Regions from separate parts of the Macaca mulatta genome. Here region 1 is linked to region 2. Evidence: chromatin contacts called from public Hi-C data. All regions are on one chromosome and are shown on one strand. The core of a region is the stretch at or near the end of the contact, and the rest is flanking DNA. Distances in the headings are between cores, read along the strand shown.

Evidence for each region. Hi-C and Micro-C count contacts between places; a contact is called where the count stands out from the background.
Region 1: a Hi-C map of CD4 T cells shows a contact between it and region 2, with 3 times the contacts expected there. The contact joins the promoter of COL9A2 here to the enhancer-like site in region 2. A contact is called at or near these places in 4 of 14 Hi-C or Micro-C datasets (CD4 T cells, blood, cortical neurons and 1 more).

The regions. Positions count from the first base shown.
Region 1 is chr1:200,443,000-200,449,913 of T2T-MMU8v2.0, forward strand. COL9A2 (collagen type IX alpha 2 chain) reads left to right here and starts at 1,861. Exons shown (of 32, transcript XM_028835449.2): 1 at 1,861-2,012; 2 at 3,456-3,530; 3 at 4,719-4,754; 4 at 4,838-4,900; 5 at 6,335-6,388; 6 at 6,510-6,545; 7 at 6,640-6,663. The coding sequence starts at 1,938.
Region 2 is chr1:200,374,718-200,381,656 of T2T-MMU8v2.0, forward strand. It overlaps SMAP2 (small ArfGAP2), which reads right to left. Exons shown (of 10, transcript NM_001266730.2): 2 at 1-100. Among named protein-coding and RNA genes, the nearest start is that of SMAP2, 28 kb to the right of the region's middle. Within about 2 kb of position 2,009, at least 7 of the 40 cell types and tissues checked have an H3K27ac peak or open chromatin away from gene starts, as enhancers often do. A contact at or near this core is called in CD4 T cells, where this site is marked.

The sequences.
Region 1 (6,914 bases), core at 611-3,110, 68 kb after region 2:
CCTTCTTTGTGGTTAGCCACAAAAGATGAAGAGATAAATGATGTGAAACCAACAACTTAAAATTAAATTTGGACATCCCAGTTCCAAAAATCCTTTATAGATTTACCCCACCCACCCCAAGCAATGCCTACCATCCCTCTCTTACATCCTCCTCCTCCTGCTCTCATCTTCCTACAAACTTCAAATTCTTCACTCTGTTAGGCAGAACAATTACATTCTCTCAAGCTCTTTCTCCCAAACTCAGCTCCAGGACAACCTTTCAAAGTCCAGAGCCCTTTGCTAACATGCCCTGTGGAGCTGGACTTTTCTAGCTCCAACTAGATTCATCATTTCAGCAGATCTGCCTGTGGCCAGCTTCCCCACATTGGATGCCAACCTAGTAAAACAGCTATCCATAAATAACAATGAAAGCCAAACTGCATCAAGCACCTACTATGTGCTGGTTCGAGGTTAAACGCCTCACATGAGTCATCGCATTCAATCTCCATAAAACCCCTTTAAGATAAGGACTATTTGCCGGGCACGGTGGCTCATGCCTGTAATCCCAGCACTTTGGGAGGCTGAGGCAGGCGGATCACCTGAGGTCAGGAGTTCAAGAGCAGCCTGGCCAACATGGCAAAACCCCATCTCTACTAAAAATATAAAACTTAGCCAGGCATGGTGACTCATGCCTGTAATTCCAGCTACTCGGGAGGCTGAAGCAGAGAAATCGCTTGAACTTGGGAGGAGAGGTTGCAGTGAGCTGACATCGCACCACTGCACTCCAGAGCCTTTTAAGACTGTCTTTAAAAAATACATATATATATTAGATATATAGACTATACAGATATATAGACTATTAGTATCCCCATTTTACAGATGAGGAAACTGATACTTCATAGAGTTTTAGGTGCCTGTAGTCATATGTATAATTGTGACAAAGTCAGATTCCAAAGCATTTTACCAATATTGCTTAAGTGAGTGGTAGGGAAGGGAAGGCTCTCTGGAGTCAGGCTATGCTGGACAGTGGGGTTTGGAAACTCTGGTGAATAAAGTGGTAGTTGTTTCTATGAACATGGAGTGAGAAGGCCCAATCCTAAACACACCAGTGCTTAAGGCAGCTGCAGAGAATAAAAGGGAATGGAAAAAGGGGAGCTGGATGGCAGGAGCTTGGATGGGGAAGACTTCAAGGTCAGGTGAAGATGCCAACAGCTTCCTGCCTGGAGGACTGAAGAAGGGTTGGGCTTCACTGGAGACCCCCAGGAGACGGATCTGCTTGTTGGGACAGAGGTAGGGAGGTGAAAGCGAGGTGAGGAAGTTGGGGGTTGGGGGAGGTGCACACAGCTCCACTAAAGAGCTGGAAGAGGCCGATGGAGTATTCATGAGACGGCTGATCCAGGAAGGGCTGTGGCATATTAATATGAAAAAGGCCTATTTGTGCTTGGAGAGGAAGGAGCCAGAGGAGAGGGGAGCAAGGTGGGCGGGAGCTGGGGAGAGCCTGCAGTAAGGTCTGCAGAGACCGAGGCGCTCTCGGCCTGGGCCCTGGAGAGGACGTGGGGTAAGTGATGGGGCACAAGCTGTGCGTCGGGGGAAGGTGCTGGGGCCTGAAGGTCCTGAGGGGGACCTCAGACGGCCTTATGCCTCCTCACAAAGAAACAGGACCATCATCTCCGTCCGGCACCCCGGTCGCCCCTCGGATTACCAGGCAAAGGCGCCCGGGAAGCCCGGGCAGAGCATAGAGGGTGGACCCAGCGGGGCGGAGCTGGATGCCGGGCGCCGGCCTCCCTCCCCGCAACCCCGCCGGTCCTCTCAGGTGACAGCTCACGCCGGCCCCCGCCCCGCCCCCCGCATATTCAGGAGCCCCGGCCCACCCCGCCCGCGAACAGCCAGCGCCAGGAGCCTCTGCCGTCGGTGCGTGCGCGGACCCGCACCCGTCCCCCTTGACCTCGCCGCCCGCCATGGCCGTCGCTGCGGCCGCCCCCCGCTGCCTCCTTGTTCTTCTCCAGGTGCTAGTGCTCGCTCTGGCGCAGATCGTAAGTCTCGCAGCCCCTCCGCTGCCAGGGTCCAGGGTGCAGGGTCTGGGGTCCGGGATGGAGGAGCTCTGCCTGTGTCCCGCGCCTACTGACAACCCTAGCCCGAGGGGCCACCTGAGGACAGCGCCGCCGGCAGGTCCCCTGGGTGGGTGCATACATGGTGCCCATCGCGGCACCGTGAATGGAGGTGGCTGAGTCGGAGAGTCAGAGGGGACCCGTCCCGAGACGCGCGGCCCTGCCTGGGACAGGCAGCGTGGGGCAGGAGCTGGCGCCCGGTCCTGGCAGCCTGGGGAGCCCAGGTGGCAGGGCATACAATGGTGCTCATTCACCCGCTGCGCAGCCTCCGCCCCCGCCGCCTCCCAGGGGGCGCCGGCTCCAACCAGACGCCGCTATCGCCCCTAGGCGGCCTCTTGGCCCTGCCCGCCAACCCACGTCTCCCTTCCGAGGGCCGCCGGGGGGCTGCGGGCGCGCGGGTAGGGCAGAGACTGGGCCCCGTGGGGTGCTGGGTGTGGTTCCGAGCTCGCCTGCGGGGCGCCAGCCTGGCACTTCGCGGCCTGGGGAGGTGGTGGGCACCGGGACCCCTGCCTGGGTCCGAGCTGGCCTCTGAAAAGGGCCGCCTTTTAAGATCTTTGATCTGTTCAGAGATGGGCAGCAGGACGGAAATTCTCCAGCTGTGAGCTCCCCTCACCTTGATATGACTTGTGACCTCCCTGAAACCTCACACCTACCTGCATTGAATTGCAGGCAACCGGGGTCCACGGAGAGGGTCTGCTTTCTGGGAGGTGCAAGCTCCTCCTGCTTGCCCGCAGCAGTCAGGACTTAGCGGAGGGAGGACCCGGCAGTTGTGCTGCGGGAGGGGCGCTCCGAGTGGGAAGAGAGTACCCGCTTCACCTCCCTACACCTCCTTTCCCTGCGCCTCCCCCACTTTCCCGTCGGGTTTTCCCGCACCATGGGGAGAGAAGGAGGCGCTGTCTCTGCCTGTGGTTCGCGTAAGAACAATAACCCGAGTCACCGCTCACTGAGGGCCGGCAGCCTGCTAGGCACAACCTTGCATTCCATCTGTGATTTATTTGAGCTGCCCACGTCTCCAGCTATTCCCCACCGCCACCGCGCAAGGGCAACCTGGCACAGTAGCAGTCGGCACCCAGGGCGGAGTCCTGGCGCCACCGCCCACTCTCAGTGACCATGGACCCTTCATGTTCAGAGCCAGTTTCTGCGACTGCAAACGGCGGCCCGTAACAGCGCCCGCCTCCCGGTTCTGAGTATTCGTTAAGATAATGCATGTAATAGCACACAGTGCCTGATATGCAGAAGGTTCTCAATACGTGGGAGTTCACGGAGGAGGTGCGCCCCTAGGACCCCGCTCCCAGGGCCGCTTGCAGCCCCGGGGACGCCCAGCTTCCCGCACTGTCTGAGGACTGCCCCCGCCGTGTGTGTTTTCAGAGAGGTCCACCGGGAGAACGGGGCCCCCCGGGCCCCCCGGGACCGCCGGGAGTGCCTGGATCCGACGGCATCGACGTGAGTCTCTAACCGGGGACCAGGGCGGGAGGGAGGCGGCGGACAAAGGAGAACTTTGTGAGCGCTGTGGTGGGGGTGGGGACTGGGGTGCCCAGAGATGTAGTGCCCCCGTCGCCAGTAGGCGGCGCCGGCCCGCACCACAAGGACGCCGTTTGTTCTGCAAAAACCTCAATCCAGGCCTGACTTGCGGAGCGGGTCGTAGCCGCCGACGGACAAGGAGCTGCTGTTAAGTCCGCCGGCCGCAGCTCAGAGCGAGGCCTCATCCCCCTCCTCTCCTTTCCCCTCCTTGTGGGGTGGGAGGCGTCTCAACCCCTCACCCTGCCTCTGGCACATCTGGACGCTTCTTCAGGGTCATTGGGAGCCTTGGCCAGACCGCCGACCAGCTTGGGCCAGACTCCTGTCTCTTCCCTTCGGTTTTCTCTCCCTGATTTAGAATCAGCTGGGCTTGTTCCCTGCAGGGCGAGGGTTAAATACTTCATTCTGAAGGCTCCCGCAGGAGGGCCGCTTGATGTTTACCAGTCTGGACAGACTTCTATTCAACCTGGTGCCCCCACCCCCTAAACACAGGATGCTGGGCCCCCGGCCAGGCCCTGGCTGCTAAGGGCTCTGAAATGCCTGGAGGCCTCTCTGGGGCTGAACCGGACTCCACCGGCCCTGCCTGCCCACCACCAAGGGTCCTTTGTCACTGGAAGGAGGTCCTTCCCTCCTTGGGAACACTGAATTTCTCCCTCACAGTCCCCCTTGGTCCTTGCCACTGGCTCAGTTTCCTGTTCTCCTGCCCTACAGTCTGGAATAGAGCTGCTGCCCAACTTGCTCATCCCCCTTCACGTTTCTCCAGAAGCCCCAACCTTCCTCCCACACGTGCCCAAATCCAAGAGGCATCAGCTCGGAGCCCCCAGCCCTGGTAGTGGGTCTCACAGCTGGCACTTCATGACATCAGCATGTCTGTACCTTCTTGCATGTTGCTGTCACCCTCTCCAGCCCAGCCAGGTTTATTCTCATGCTCCTATAATTTGCATTTGGGTTTTATTTTTGAGGAAAAGGGGGCTCTTTTCTCAAAAATTGCAAGGCTTAGGGGATGTAGACAGAAGAGAGGAGAGTGAGGAGAGCCTTTGGGAGCGGCCTGCCAGGGCCTGTGTGTGCCCACGTGGGCCGTATTGTGCTGTCTCACCAACTTGTATCTTGCAGGGTGACAAGGGGCCCCCTGGCAAAGCTGGCCCTCCGGTGAGTGCTTTATCCTCTTTAGCCTTGACCCTTCCTGCTCTTGCTCTCCTCTGGCTCATGTTTGTTCCATCTCTGTTTTCAAGGGACCCAAGGGTGAGCCTGGCAAAGCCGGGCCAGATGGTCCAGACGGGAAGCCTGGGATTGATGTGAGTACCTGCATGTCGGATGGGGTAGGGATGGGGTAGGGAAGGGCTCCACCAATTGACCTCCAGGGCCTGGCTCTGGCATCTTCACTGATCTGTTCAGAGATGGGCAGCAGGATGGAGAATCTCCAGCTGTGAGCCCCCCTTCACCTTGGTATGACTTGTGACCTCCCTGGAACCTCACATCCCCCCGCCAGGGGCATAGATTTGCAGGCAACCGGGGTCCAGAAAGAGGGTCTGCTCCCCTGCACCAGTCAGGACTTAGTCTCACATTTCTGGCCTCCAAGGATCAGGTTGAATATGTTGGGTGGGGCTGTCCTTGTGTGCCCTGTCCTCCCTCTGCTCTTCCCCCGACCCCTGCCCACAGTCTCAGGCATGACTCAGGAGAGAAACATCATTTAGCTGATACCACAGAGCTCCCAGGGGCCCCCAAGGTCACAGGCTCCTGGACACAGCCAGTCCCAGGGGCATGAGGACGACATCTGGTGGGAGTTACACTGGGTCAGTCACTGAAAGATGGGAGAAAGGAGAAACCCCCATGACTTGCCTCTGCCCTGCTGGTTCATGAGGTGTGACCAGGGCTGGGACAGTCACCAGGGCCTCTTCAAACTCATCCATACCCTGCAATCATTACAAGGCATATTGCCTTCTATATTGCATTGGTTCTCACATCCACCCAGAGAGGCACCCACATGAGAAACTAAGGCTCAGAAAAAGCTTCCAGTGGCCTGGTGTGGTGGCTCATGACTGTAATCCCAGCACTTTGGGAGGCCAAGGTGGGCAGATTACTTGAGGTCTCAGGAGTTCAAGACCAGCCTGGCCAAGATGACAAAACCCCGTCTCTACTAAAAATACAAAAATTACCCAAGCATGGTGGCACGTGCCTGTGGTCCCAGGTACTTGGGAGGCTGAGGCACAAGAATCACTTGAACCCAGGAGGCGGAGGTTGCAGTGAACTGACCTTGCACCACTGCACTCCAGCCTGGGCAACAGAGTGAGACTGTGTTGGAAGGAAGGAAACGGGAGGGGAGGGGAGGAGAAGGGAAGGGAAGGAAGAAAAGAAAGAAGAGAAAGTAAAGAAAGAAAAGAAAAGGAAAAAGTTGCCAGGGCAGGACGTCAAGCAAATGACCAATCTTGACCCATGGCTAGGTCTTTTGACTCCTGAACCCAGAGACATGAAGCCTGGGCCTGGCATGAAGCCAAATCTTTGGGCTTTGGTTTCTCATCTTTCAAAAGAAGGGAATTGTTCTACCTGCCTCCTAGGGTTACTATGGGAACTGGGGAAAAGGAAAGACAGGTGTCAAGGTTCCCAGGCCTTCATGAGGTATGGTGAAAGGGACCATTGGCCCACCCAGGAGGGACCCTTGAACCTGTCCTGTTCTGTGGGTCAGGGGGCAGGTTGGCCCTCACTGATCCTACATTTTCATTCTTCTGCAGGGTTTAACTGGAGCCAAGGGGGAGCCTGGCCCCATGGGGATCCCTGGAGTCAAGGTAAGGGGCCTGCTGGGGCCTCAGCAGGGGCAATCTAGGGCCAGCATTTGGGAGTGGCTGTAGATAGGAAGTAGGGGCCAGGGAAACCCCAGTCTCTGAGCCTTTCTCGTTGCTCCCGCAGGGCCAGCCCGGGCTTCCTGGTCCTCCTGGCCTTCCAGTGAGTATAACCTGCAAGGGCTTCGAGGGACTCTCGGGGGAGAGGGGATCTACAGAGAGAGCCATGAAGCCAATTTTCTTTCCTTCTGTTACAGGGCCCTGGTTTTGCTGGACCTCCTGTAAGTCCTCAGGGATAGGGCAGGGTCCCCAGAGCTCCTAGAGAAGGAGGGGACAACAGAAAGGCTTCAAGGGAATGGCCGCCATGGGGAGGGCCGGTGTGCTGTGATAGTGTCGGGAATAGGTGGACCTGCCAGAGACCCAGGGCCAGCCCACTCTGGGCCTGTCCACTGGCTCTGCAATTCTCTGGTCCTTAAAGCCCCAGTCTGTCAGTCTCTCGGGGGTTGGCAAAAGAAAAAAAAAAAAGTAAAAG
Region 2 (6,939 bases), core at 759-3,258:
ACTGACTTTACCCTGGATATGTGCACCCCCAGATTCCTGTGGATTCCAGCACATCGAATGCAGATGAACACACCAATGTTCCAAGAGGCCCATCGCGGCCCTGTGAAAGTCAGGAACAGGGCAATAAAGCACAAATTACAACATTCAAGGCCTAAACTGCAATATTAGATTATCAGACATTTCTGCTAGAACGTAAGTGAAATAATTTTTACCATAACCACCTGTTTATTGACTCTACTCATTCCTCCACGTGTCAGCTTTTCTTTAGTTTAAAATTTTTAAGTGTACAATACAGTGGTTTTCAGTATATTCACATAGTTGTGCAATGATTACTATTATCTAATTCCAGAACATTTTCATTACTCCAAAAGAAATCCCAACCCATTAGCAGGCACTACCCATTTTCTCCCAACTCTTCCCTCCCAGCCCCTGGCAACTATGAATCTACTTTTTATCTCTATGGATTGCCAATTCTGGACATTTAATACAAACAGAATTATATAATATGTGGGCATTTGTGCATGGTACAATTTTTTTACAGTGTCTGCTAATATGAGTGTTGAAACGCAGATGTTACAAGACTGTTACTTATATTAAGAAAAATCCCAGGAGTGCAAAGCCATATCATATTCTATTTGGCTGAGCACCTTATATAAACAGTCCTCTCCCAAGAGACGTCTTAGTGGTGATGGGCCTGTATTCACCACTTTTTAGTGGTGGCCTATATTCGGTTTTCCTACCAGGAAGAAAGATAGATAAGGCATGATTGTCCACGGCTCAACCTGTAATTGAAACTGTGTTTATCCTCCCCCCAACCCCAGGCCTATAAAATATGCATTCGCATTAACTTAATAGGATCCTTTCCCCTTAGGTTGATGTCCCTACTTTACTCAACTACTGAAGTATCTCATTTCTAGATTGCCAAATAATAAAGATGCTTATAGCAACAAAAAAGAAATCTCAAATATGAATTTTAATTCAAAATGTTACAGAAGCTCCCATCCCCTGCCAGCTTTACTCATCCTAATAATCACTCTGAAAAATTATCACACTCCTCTTCATAATTTTCACCCAGGAAAAAAAAATGACTCATATGAAACCTGCCAAAAACTTACTGAAAACTCAGAAATATTTCCTTCTCCGTTATCCCACTTGGCAGAAATTTACCACATAAAATAAGTGTGACATAAAAATTAGAGGATGCAATAAAGAGGTGAAAAGACACCGATTTTCTATAGAGATAAACAGGACCTACGCTTGGAACGACAAGGAGCACAAGACTTCAGTTCTTTAGGACACAGACAATTATTTGGTTAGCCAGCAGGTTTTTCAATTTTTATTTTTAAAGGCAGTCTCGCTGTCACCCAGACAGGGAGTGCTGTGGCACCATCATAGCTCACTGCAGCCTCGTCTTCCTGGGCTCAGGCAATCCTCCTGCCTCAGCCTCTGGAGTAGCTGGGACTATAGGCGTGTGCCATTCTGCCTGGCTAATATGTTTATTTACTGCAGAGACAAGGTCTCACTATGTTGCCCAGGCTGGTCTTGAACTCCTGGCCTCAAACACTTCTCCCACTTCAGCCTCCCAAAGTGCTGGGATTACAGGTGTGAGCCACTGCGCCTGGCCAGCCTGAAGGTTTTGACAGCAGTTTTAATGAAGGAATGCTAGAATCATGTGGCAGAAAATTAGTTTTAGAAATTTGAATACATGATTATTACAAATAAGAATGTAATTTTTTGACAAAGATATCACTACTATGGCAAATACTGCAACAGAAAGCTCACATTCTCCTTATTACCACCAGGTGGTGCTCTCTGCCTGAAATTTTATCCCAATGCCTTATCGTTATCACAAGCTCAGATTTATCTTCTAAAACGATATTTAGTCCCTTCACATTCCTAGATGGATTTACATAGTTGGTCCACCATGTATCTTATAAACACAAAAACGATCTGCACACTTGTTTCAGGTGGGAGAGTGTCACGTCAAACACAAAATGAAAACCCTAAACTGACGTAAATGGGGTTTCTTAGCATGCTGTCTATCCATTTTAGGTTACAGTTTTCATAAAGGAACTTCAATAAGATCTAAGTTATATAAGATTTAAAATGGTACCAAGTTAATATTTCATGTTTCTTAAAGCATTTTTTCTTTGCTCTAGATTCCGGAGTCTAGAACTCATAAGACAGTTAAGATGTATTTGTTTACTAACAAAGTCAGAAGCCAAACGCATTCATTAAAAATTGAAAGTCAGCTGTGAAACGTTACACTGTGTGCTTCCTGGCCTTAAGATGGGAAAAGGCAATTCCCAATCATCTAAGCCACTGTCACAGCTCCCACTCCAGAGTACTTAAAGTCGTTTTGCTTCTGAGGAATGCAAGGCTAAGACTTCGAGCCTTGGGGTGACTCTGAAGCCACTGACAAGGCCTCAGTACAGAAATACAGGCAGCTATATTTTCATGAAAAGCCAGAGAAGAGCCTCTTCTCCCCCGCAGATCCCCACCTGACATCCCTTCTGAAACCTTTTCCCAGTGAATATAGGGATAGTTATATCCCAGATACTCAGTCTCTTTTAGTTTTGAGACACTAGATTTATTAGTGAATAACTACATGTTCCACAAAAGATTCTGAAACTAGAGAAAAGAAAAATAAAAGAGACAAATGTTACTTATATGGCTGAAAACATGGGGAAATGGTGTAGTTACTTTTATTTCATTTTATTTTTTACAGACAGGGTCTCTCACTCTGTTGCCCAGGCTGTAGTGCAGAGGCAAGATCATGGCTCACTGTAACCTCAAACTCCTGGCCTCATGAGATTCTTCCACCTCAGCCTCCCATGTAGCTGGGACTACAGGCATGCACCACCATGCCTGGCTGATTTTCAAATTTTTTTAAAGACAAGGTCTCCCTATGTTGCTTAGGCTGGTTGTGAACTCCTGGCCTCAAGGAATCCTCTCACCTCAGCCTCCCAAAGCACTGGGATTATAGGTGTCAGCAACCATGCTCTGCCAGTTGTAGTTATTAAAAGTATAATCTTTGCTGCCAGTAAGGACTTAGGTTTGAGCGCAGTTCCTTCAATGATTACCTGTGTGACCTTCTGAGAGACGGAGCTTTAGTTTCCTCATCTATAAAATGGGTACCATAACATTCACCTCACAGTGCCTAAAACACAGAGGGACAATAACTGAGGACTATATATAAGGACATGGTATCGAATGAGGTTTCCAGAACCCACTTCCCATTCATCTTCCTGATATGAGCCAGTTAACTCATTCATATATGTAATATATACCTACACTCTGTGCAACACCACGGAGTGCTTCTTTTTATTTTAATTTTATTTTTTTGAGACAGAGTCTCGCTCTGTCACCCAGGCTGGAGTGCAGTGGTGTGATTTTGGCTCACTGCAACCTCTGCCTCCTGGGTTCAAGCAATTCTGTTCCCTCAGCTTCCTGAGTAGCTGGGACTATAGGCACATGCCACCACACCCAGCTAACTTTCATATTTTAATAGAGACAGGGTTTCGCCACATTGGCCAGGCTGGTCTCGAACTCCAGACCTCTGGTGATCCACTCGCCTTGGCCTCCCAAAGGGCTGGGATTACAGGTGTGAATCACCACGCTCAGCCAGAGTGCTTCTTTTTGGAAAGGAATATGAGTTCTGGTCCTAAAATACCAGAACCAAAATGAACTGAATATTAGAGAGAAGAAATTTACCCTAGACCCAATTTCAAAGTCTTCTAGAAAACATGAAATTTTAAGCAGCTTCCTTTATTGATCTTAAAATATTTCTTTTTTTTTTTTTTTTTTTTTTTTGAGGCGGAGTCTTCACTCTGTCGCCCGGGCTGGAGTGCAGTGGCACCATCTCGGCTCACTGCAAGCTCCGCCTCCCGGGTTCGCGCCATTCTCCTGCCTCAGCCTCCCGAGTAGCTGGGACTACAGGCACCCGCCACCGCGCCCGGCTAATTTTTTGTATTTTAGTAGAGACGTGGTTTCACCGTGTTAGCCAGGATGGTCTCCATCTATTGACCTCGTGATCCGCCCGCCTCGGCCTCCCAAAGTGCAGGGATTACAGGCGTGAGCCACTGCGCCCGGCCAAAATATTTCTTGAAAATGCACTTTTTAAACCCTCACCTGTTCCCTTTCTCTGCTACACACCCCCACCCTGCCCTTGTGCTTGCATATGCCCCCACTACACAGGCAAAGAAAGAAGGCCCAAGGCTGTCAGCCTAAGTGGTGGGTACTTGGATTCCACAGTACCTGGTATTGCTGCTGCAAGGCCAGCCTACTTTAATCTGGTAAACTTGCAAAAATGCAAGTGAAACCAATTGTTTTAACATAATGATCTCCAATTCCATCTGTGTTGCTGCAAATGTCAGTGAGTTTAAAAAAGGTGGATCTCATGAAGAGAGAGTAAATCGGTGTTCTAGAAGCCAGAAAGGGTAGGGGGATGGAGGATGAAGTGAGGTTGATTAATGGGTACAAAAATATAGTTAGCTAGCCTGGCCAACATGGTGAAACCCCATCTCTACTAATAATACAAAAAATTAGCCGGGCATGGTGGCACGTCTGTAATCCCAGCTACTGGGGAGGCTGAGGCAGGAGAATTGCTTGAATCCAGGAGTCAGAGGTTGCGACGAGCCAAGATCACACCACTGCACATCAGCCTGGGCGACAGAGCAAGACCCTGTCTCAAAAAACCCCAAAAATACAAAAATACAGTTAGAAGAAATAAGACCTAGTGTTCAATAAATCAGTTGAGTGACTATAGCAAACAATAATCTACCATATATCTCAAAATAGGTAGAAGAGAATAATTCAAATGTTCCCAGCATAAAGATAAATGTTTAAGGTGATGGATATACCATTATCATGATTTGGTTATTACACATTATGTGAATGTATCAAAATAATCATGAAAATATGTGTATCTATTATGTATCAATAAAGAGAGATAAACCAATTGTTCAATACATATTGGTCATGGTAATCAAGGAAAAAATATAAAAGATACCATTTTGAAATGTAAAATGAAAATAGATGCTGAGAGGCAATATGCCAAACAATTTTGAAAGCAAAGAGGATAGGCAAGTGATGTAAACTGGTAGTGACTGACACAACACAAGAACAAGGTCACAGATAAGTGAACATATTCAACAGGAGCCTAAGAGCAGGCTTGGGCAGCATTAAGCAATACTAAAACTAACATAGAATCACTCTGTAATAAGCGATCAGGGAAAATGAAAAAAGTAGATGGAAATGGATTTGGTTGATCAGTCAAGAAATCAACTGTCCTAAGTACCAGCTCAGTATGGGAAAAACCTGGGTTTACATGGACCTGTTGCATGTATTTTGACAAGTTTCTTTAGGGCTTATGTCTCCATTTGTAAAATGGAAAGCATACAGGTAATATCCAACTTATATTCAACTTCTGGACAGCTTCTACATACTGAGTAACTACTGCTGCAAATTCCTCTTGCTGCTGAAACTTTCCCCACCATCAAACGCCAGGATTAGAAAGGCTCTGGAAGACAGAAAACTCAGCAGACAGAAAACGGGAACTAGAGTGATGGAGGGCTTCAAGCTACTATTAATATTATAATAATTACCTCATTGAGTTCTAATCTATGGAGTTCCAAACAAATAAATGTTGAGGATAAAAAAAAATTGATAAATTGATGGCTACCTATATTTAGACCTGCTGGCATAATGGACCTGTCAAAAAGTTCAACGGCAGGGTAAGAGAAGGGACAGAAAAATCTCTCCCATCTTCCATCCAAATCCTGTTGAATCTATCTTGGAAACTTTTCCACAATCTATCCATTTCTACCTAGACCTTCTCATCTCTCACCTATAAGCATTCTTTTTTTGTTTTTTTGTGGTTTTTTTTTGTTTTTTTTTTTTTGAGACAGTCTCGCTCTGTCGCCCAGGCTGGAGTGCAGTGGCGCAATCTCGACTCACTGCAAGCTCCGCCTCCCGGGTTCACGCCATTCTCCTACCTCAGCCTCCCAAGTAGCTGGGTGTACAGGCGCCCGCCACCGCGCCCGCCACCCCGCCCGCCTAATTTTGTTTTTGTATTTTTAGTAGAGACGGGGTGTCACCGTGGTAACCAGGATGGTCTCATCTCCTGACCTTGTGATCCGCCCGCCTCAGCCTCCCAAAGTGCTGGGATTACAGGAGTGAGCCACCGCGCCTGGCCAGCATTCATTCTCTTAACATTATTTATTGTGTACCTATGTGCCAAGCACTTTGTCTGCTAAGTACTGGGGATACAAAGGCAGAGAAAATAAAGATGAGATACCTCAATTCAAAAACCTCACAGACTAACAAGCAATTAGTCTCCAGAATCCCACTAGAATAATCTTTCTAAAACACAAATCTGTACAGATCAGACCTCTAAATATAAATACCTTCCATGTAGTCTTATACACAGAGGTAAATATGTAAATTGGTGCACATTTTCTGAATAGCATATTCCAAACTAAGCTCTCAATCTCTTGCTACAAAATCTCTTCCTTTTTCCTTCATCTTAGTCAACTACACCTCCATCCATTCCATTGCGTCAGCCAGAAATTTATGCATCATAAAACCTCTCTCTCCTTCAGCCCCCACATCACCAAGCCAAAAATATCTGTCAAATCAGTATCTCTTCTCTCCATCTGTATAACTATTTCTGTAATCTAAAACCACCAGACTCTTTTGGACCACTGCAATAACCTCCTAATAGCTCTCTCTCCACTTTTACATTCTCTTCTCCCTCGAGCCCAAACCAAAACCATTCTCCACCAGCAGCCAACTTGAGCTCTTAAAGAAGCAGAGCCACCTCGTGCTACTTAAAATTATTCTATTACTATTGGATTAAAAAACAAAATCTTTAACATGGTTTCCAAGGTCTTAAAGGTCTAGCCCATGCCTCCTTCCGCAGCCTCTCAATTCCTATGA